Regions from separate parts of the Mus musculus genome. Here region 2 is linked to region 1. Evidence: chromatin contacts called from public Hi-C data. All regions are on one chromosome and are shown on one strand. The core of a region is the stretch at or near the end of the contact, and the rest is flanking DNA. Distances in the headings are between cores, read along the strand shown. Region 1 overlaps Clec16a (C-type lectin domain family 16, member A). Region 2 has its middle 17 kb from the start of Gm21859.

Region 1 (3,523 bases), core at 407-2,906:
AAACAGGATGAGGCTGTCAGTGTCTGGTCTCTCTCATCACTGCGTCTGAATGTTGTCATAGCCACACTACCTCCCCCTCTTTGCTGTTAAAACTGTCCCCAACTTACTTATCCACCTGTGATTTACCATGTAACATAATACTTAGGTGCTTCTGACAACTGGAACACTTGTGATCTGGCAATGGGAACAGGAGGAGGAAATTAGGACATCTCAGTAAGTTCTGTATTTATAGGCCAGTTGCTTCTGGGCCACAAATGGCACAAAAGCTAGCAGCTTAAGGTGTGTGAAGAAAGTCTGGCTACATTCTACACCTGAGACAGCCACAAGGTTCATCTGCTCCTCACAGGGGCTTTTTTAAGTCCTCTACAAGGTTCTGTGGGGGGTTAGGGATCAGTAAAGGGGCCCACTGTGTGGCTGGGATTTTTCTACTACCCCCTCACTGTGGCTGACATTCTGTGGTATTCTGTTATAATAAACCTGGGAGTCAGTAAGTAATCTCAGTCTCTTGGGCCTCTGTTACTTAGGTCACCAAACAAAGAGGCAACAGTAGCATCTGTGCAATGCCTCCCTGTAATAGCGTAATAGTGAGAACCTGGAAAGCACCTAGATGCCCACAGTCAGGTTCATTTAATAACAATATAGATCAGGGCGAGTCACATGCAGGAACAGCAGAGTGAGTAGGACGGCCTGCATGGCTGGGTGCAGGGTGGGAGGCTACAGGCACCTGACTGCACTTCTGTGACTATGTTATGCTGTTTTACAATGACTCCCCCACTAAAACTAAAAAGTAAAAATAAAAGCAGCAGGGCATATGGCATACATATACTGTGATGGTGGCACTCAGAGACTGAAGCAGAGCTGGGTGTTGTGGCCCATGCCTTTAATCCCAGCACTTTGGAAGCTGAGGCAGGAAGACTGAGAGTTTGAGGCCAAACTACACTACAAAGAGAACACTGCCTCAAAAGCTACTTTTAATAAACTGTCCTGAAAGCCAAAGGTGTGTGTCTGCTGGGCTTTGCAGGCAGCTCCCACACTGCTCCCACTTCCTTTTAGAGCCATGCACATGTCGGATCACTTTTGTATCGAATCTGAAATAGCACCAATGCAGAGGGCAGAGAGGGTCATCAGGAGCCATGTCTGGAGAAGTGGGGAGACTGGAATAAAGGTCACAAGAGCCCTGTGAGGCAGCTAAGTTCTCCATTACAGATTGGTGACCCGTGATGACAGCTAATGGCTCCGACCTAGAGGTCTGAAATCCTCAGACAGGAAGTTCTGAAAGGTGATGTACATGTCAGCTGCACAGCAGAGGCCACCTCAAAGGATTTACATCAGATCTTCAAGGTACTTCACCAAGAAGCTAAAACTTTCAAAGGACGTACTGTTAATCCTAGCCCTAAATGGATTTCAAAAGGGTCACCAAGATAAAACTCCAAAGACCCCATATTAAAGGTCAAGACTTTGGAATTGTCCCAATGGCCTCAGAACATTCCTGAGCCTGCACCTCAGAGCTGGATCTTCCCCTCTGAGCTCAGAAACCACACTTATTCCAGATCCAGCGAAACAGAAGCTGATAACAAGGGAAACCACACAGGGAGATGTGAATTAGCACCATCTGTGGTCAGGGGGAGGAGGAGGAGGGCTCTGTGGCTACAGCACCACCTAGTGGCCACTGCTAAGGTCACCACCACCCAGCAACTTGATTTGCCCCAAGAAGTCAGTACCTGCCTTTGCTCTGGGCGCTCCACCGTTTTTTCTCTTGCTTTCAAGAGCAGGACCTGCACTGTGCTGCATTTGGAGTAAGTAACTAGCACAGAATGAAATTAGGCTGGCTCAGTCCCAGCATAGATAAGGGTCTGGTAATGCTCTGCTGAAGGTCTGCCCTGGGGATTGCAGCCTCCCTCTACTCGGATGGACTATGACAACTAAGAGCAGCTCCAGAAAATGCCAGCACCACACTGAGGACCACTGAGTGTATTCTCCTGTGCTAAAATCTCTCCTCTACTCTGAATGTGCTGTACTGGTTACTTTGGGTCCATGACTCAAACTTTCTTGGAGTTATAACAAGAGCCTCCGTAGCCCCTGCCTCTCAGAAGAATAAATGGGGCTGAGGGTTGAACTGAGTTAAATTCTTGCTTGCTGGGCAACAAAACTGAAGCAGAGGCACCCCTAAGACCTCTCTGCCTTCTCCATTGCTCTTAGAAGTGCTGGCCTATGTACTCCTCAGTCATTAGATCTTTGAAATTGAACCATGCTGAGGGGATGGCAAGTCAATCAGCAGGAGTCCTTCATGGAACCCTACCACACTGAACTACCCTCAACATAGTCAAAAGCTGCACATGTCGTTTCCAGTGTGACTACATGTGATGACAGGGTAATTACGATTAAATGAGTTTGCAGGGTCAGGCTCCACCCCTGACAGAATTAGTGCCCCATGGAGTCAGAGAGACCAGAGGTTGAGCTCTCTGACTTCATTCTCTCACAGGCGGGGCCAGGTACTGTGAGAAGGTAGCTAAGGTCTAATGTGGCCCCAGGTTTCATGAGTCCTAACCTCTATTCCTGAAATGAGGCCACGTTAGGAAGTAAGGCTTATGAGTGGTATTTAGGTGATGGAGTGAAGCTGTCATGAGTGGGTTAATATCTTTCTCACTGTGAATTTCTCCTCTCCTGGCCCTTGACGAGTTAGTTACCTTAAGAGCAAGTTCCTGCAAGCTGACAAGAGAGCTCAGAAAGTAAAGGCTCTTGCCACCAATGCCGAACTCCACCGACAAAAGGAGAACGGTTACCTCTCTTCCACTGTCACGTGCACTCTGCAGTGTGGCCGTGTGCACACACTCACATCTCTTCCACTGCCACGTGCACTCTGCAGTGTGGCCGTGCGCACACACTCACATCTCTTCCACTGTCACGTGCACTCTGCAGTGTGGCCGTGCGCACACACTCACATCTCTTCCACTGTCACGTGCACTCTGCAGTGTGGCCGTGCGCACACACTCACATCTCTTCCACTGCCACGTGCACTCTGCAGTGTGGCCGTGCGCACACACTCACATCTCTTCCACTGTCACGTGCACTCTGCAGTGTGGCCGTGCGCACACACTCACATCTCTTCCACTGTCACGTGCACTCTGCAGTGTGGCCGTGCGCACACACTCACATCTCTTCCACTGCCACGTGCACTCTGCAGTGTGGCCGTGTGCACACACTCACATCTCTTCCACTGCCACGTGCACTCTGCAGTGTGGCCGTGTGCACACACTCACATCTCTTCCACTGCCACGTGCACTCTGCAGTGTGGCCGTGTGCACACACTCACATGCAGAGAAGCACGCAAAGAGGTAAATGCAACACAAATTTTAAAGAAACACTTGAAGCATTGCAATGGGGATTACCTGCTCTGTAAAGCTCACAGATTAAAAGAAATCAGGTTACCATGCGCTTACTGAGCAAATATATGGTTTCTTTTACACAGCCTTTTTGACTGTGAGTTGAAGCAGCAGAAGGTTCTCACAAGGCATGGATACCT
Region 2 (3,523 bases), core at 270-2,769, 330 kb before region 1:
TTATTTCCTTGTCTTTCCGTGTGTGTGTGTGTGTGTGTGTGTGTGTGTGTGTGTGTGTGTGTGTGTGTATGTGTGTGTGTTCACATGCACGTGGAGGTCCCAGGTTAATCTCAGGAATCGCCCTCAAGCATTTTCACCTTGTTCTATGAGGCTAAGTCTCTCAATCAAACCCAGAACTCACCAATACATCTGTTTGCATTGGAGATTCCACCTGTCCCTTCCAAGGCTAGACTAGAAATGAGTCACCATATCCACAGGGTATTTATGTGGGTTTGGGGATCTGCACTCTGGTCTTTACACTGGTGGCAAGTGTTTTAACCACTTCGCCATCTCCCTGGCCCCATGTCAGGCTTTGATTGGCAGCTCTTGGAGCACAGGGCTGCTGAGTGCCCTCCAGTGTCACACTCTCTGTGACTTTAGGACAACCTCCGAGTGGAGGACATAGCTGTCCCCTGATCTTGCCAGCTGCTTTAATGTCTGTGGTCTGTCTTTTCTCCACACCCAAGCATCCCTGGCACCTCCTGGTCCTGCAGAGCCTCCTCTTACAGGGGACCTCACAGTGGACAAACTGTGCTAGCATCACTCTCTGGAGACCAAGGCTGTCCTGAATGGCCAAGAGGAGAGGTTATACACTATGGTGCTGGGCTGCCAGGCTGGACACCTCTATGTGAGTGGGCTGTTGGGAAGATGTCTGGGAACAGAGCACCCACTCACCTCGTCTGCACAGGCCTGACACACACACAGACACAGGCACACAGACACACACAGACACTCACACACAGACACAGGCACACAGACAGACACACACACACATATACACAGACACACACACACACATATACACAGACACACACACACACATATACACAGACACACACACACACACACAGAGGTCAATGACCATAGGGTTCTTTCCCAGAGCCTGGAGGGATGCCTGGTGGCTTGGAATCCTCGAAATGTGAGTAACCTTCCCACCCCAATTGTCCGTGTTCAGTTTTATCACCTCTGATCCAGACTAGCATGATGTTTTTCTGCCTGGAATCTTTGCCTCCCTCTGTGTCTCATGCTACAGTCTGCTTGGCAGCCATAGGGAACGTTACAAGATGCTAGCATGGTTTGTTATAGCCCTGCCCCAAGAACTCACAGCTTGCCTTGGGATGGCAAGCCCAGTTCTGCTGCCACAGCTGCTTCATCCAGGTCCTCTACTGCCTTCCTGAATCTTTCCTGCCTCAGGTCCTTGGCACATCCTGCAGTTGGAGCTGCCACTGCTCCTTCAGCTTCAGTTTCCTTCTGCCATCTATAGAGAGTAAATTCACACCTCTTGTCTCCTTAAATGATTTCGCCACTCCCCACACCCACACACTCCCCACCTTATCCCCCCACCTCTCTATTCCCAGTTCAGCTCTGAGCCTCTATGTGACATGGTCTACTTACGTTTGCATGATTGCCTCTCCAGTCTGCTCTGCCGGTTGTAGTGCTCCCAGGGGCTTCCCTAGGAACCATGACTTCTCCAATTTCAAGGGGTGTGGTATATAATAATTGCTTAAGGCGTCATTGTAAGTCAGTCAGCTTGATGCTATTTATAGTTCGCTAGCCTGCAGAAATAGCAGTGTCTCTTTCAGGCCTGTGGGTTCGTGGTCTCTGTCACAGTGACTTCATGTCCTTACTCAGTGTGCAAGTACAGAAGTAATTGCTTAGTGAGTATGTGCAACTATATCCAAATAAAACTTTATGGGACTGGAGGGATGGCTCAGCAATTAAGAACACTTGGTGTTCATTCAGAGGACCCTAGTTCAATTCCCAGCACCCATAACCACCCTTAACTCCAGCTTGAGGCATCTGATGGCCTCTTCCAGCCTCTACAGGCACCTGTATTCATACCTAGAGACACAGGACTAAATATACAAATAGCAGATGGCGGGGTCAGGAGGACCTCTGAGAGTATGTAGCTCACCTGGTCAAATTCCAGACCAGCCAGGACAATACAGGCTGCACTGGCCTGTGGCCTTTGATTTGCAGTCTTGGCACATACACCCTAGCCTCACATGGCCCATGTCCCTGGGCCTCAGCTCCCTTTCTTGTGGAGTGGGCAGTGTGTCTGTTTTTCCATAGTGGCCATAGCTCAGAGAGTAACTGGTCCTAAGCACGTGACATGTTTACCAGGCCCTCATTAGACTCCTGACCCGCTCAGGAGAGATCACCACAACCTCCAACAAGCATTTATTGAACACCGACTGTGTGCACACAGAATAAAATAGTGCTTCTCTTCTCTAGGAAGGAAGATGAAGCCAAGCATGCAGTGGGATGAGCATCCCATCCCAGGACTTCACTTCCCCATAATCTCGGGGGCTGGCAGTGGCTCCTCCAGATGCTGGCCAGTAATGTCCAAGGGGAAATGTAAGACCCCTGAAGCTGGACCTCCGTTCAAGTCCTGGGATGAGCTGGCCAGCACTCCAATGACTCGAGAGAAAACCACACCTGATGCAAACTGCAAGAGTCTTTATTATCAGCTAGCTGAGGAGGAACTCCTTCTGTCATGCAGGGCAGGGGAGTTTGACCCCCAGCAGTAACAGTAGGGGGCTTTTAAAGGAAAAGTGAGGAATTGGGAGGAGTTGGGAAGAGAGTTGGCTGCAGCTCCTCTCTGGCGAGGGATGGGGAGTGAGCTGCAGCTCCTCTCCAGGTCTATCTCCGTGTCCTTGGCTCAGGGAGCCAGGCAAGCGCCTGGATAGGTCTTTTTACAATTATCGCATCTCTGGTTGTAAGTATAGAAACAAAAAGGCTTTTTGCTGTCTATAGAGAACAAAGAGCTTCTTTCTGGCTGTATCCCCAGAGATCGGGAAAAACAGACTTGGGGGAACATCCAGGGGCTTTACCTCCCACGGAGAAACGCTCTGAGTTGGGGTCTCACAGAAACAGAACAGAATACCAAGCCAGACACTGCAGGTGTGGCTCCCAGTGGCCTTTATGGCTTCCTTAGCCAGAGATTTCTGAGTGATGCTCCAGGCCAAATACAGCCACATGTGTGCTTTTATGGCCTGCTTATTCTGAGAACTGGAAGATTTTAGACAAATCCTGGGTTTCTGTTGTTTATAAGAAAAGAAAAATCAGAAGGCCTGGCCCCCACATAGACTCAAACTCTAGCTGAGAACATCTGGCCAGGAACAAGGCTGGAGACGCCTCCATTTACAGTCATTCTGATCTCTTCTCTGCCCAGAGCTGCGCCTTGGTGGGGAGGCGACTCTATGGCAGAAACATTGCCTAGGCTCTGGGCTCTGGCCAACACTGCAACCAAGAACAGAAGGTTTCGTCACACACATTTTCCTCCCTAGCTGATTCCTTTCCTTCCATCAATTCCAAGAAACCATGTTTGCTTTTATCTTAAAGTCAACTGTCAGAGTTCTCCATCAGTACAGACATGAAGACAAGAAATCAACCAGCTATGGTGCCTGGTGTCTTCCAGCAGCTGCCTTGTGGGTGTTGAGTGAATAATTGATCATTGTGTTTCCTCTTGCTGGGTTACATA

The links. Hi-C and Micro-C count contacts between places; a contact is called where the count stands out from the background.
Region 2: a contact with region 1 is called in a Hi-C map of bone marrow-derived macrophages, with 25 read pairs. The contact joins two enhancer-like sites. A contact is called at or near these places in 1 of 15 datasets of contacts at CTCF or cohesin (large pre-B cells), 1 of 484 Hi-C or Micro-C datasets (bone marrow-derived macrophages), 1 of 115 datasets of contacts at active chromatin or transcription factors (the 230-238 cell line) and 1 of 9 other capture datasets (embryonic stem cells).

Annotation. Positions count from the first base shown.
Region 1 is chr16:10,563,819-10,567,341 of GRCm38.p6, reverse strand. All of the region lies in intron 3 of Clec16a (C-type lectin domain family 16, member A), which reads right to left. Among named protein-coding and RNA genes, the nearest start is that of Clec16a, 20 kb to the right of the region's middle. Within about 2 kb of position 1,656, at least 35 of the 459 cell types and tissues checked have an H3K27ac peak or open chromatin away from gene starts, as enhancers often do. A contact at or near this core is called in bone marrow-derived macrophages, where this site is marked.
Region 2 is chr16:10,895,552-10,899,074 of GRCm38.p6, reverse strand. No RefSeq gene overlaps it. Among named protein-coding and RNA genes, the nearest start is that of Gm21859, 17 kb to the left of the region's middle. Within about 2 kb of position 1,519, at least 40 of the 459 cell types and tissues checked have an H3K27ac peak or open chromatin away from gene starts, as enhancers often do. A contact at or near this core is called in bone marrow-derived macrophages, where this site is marked.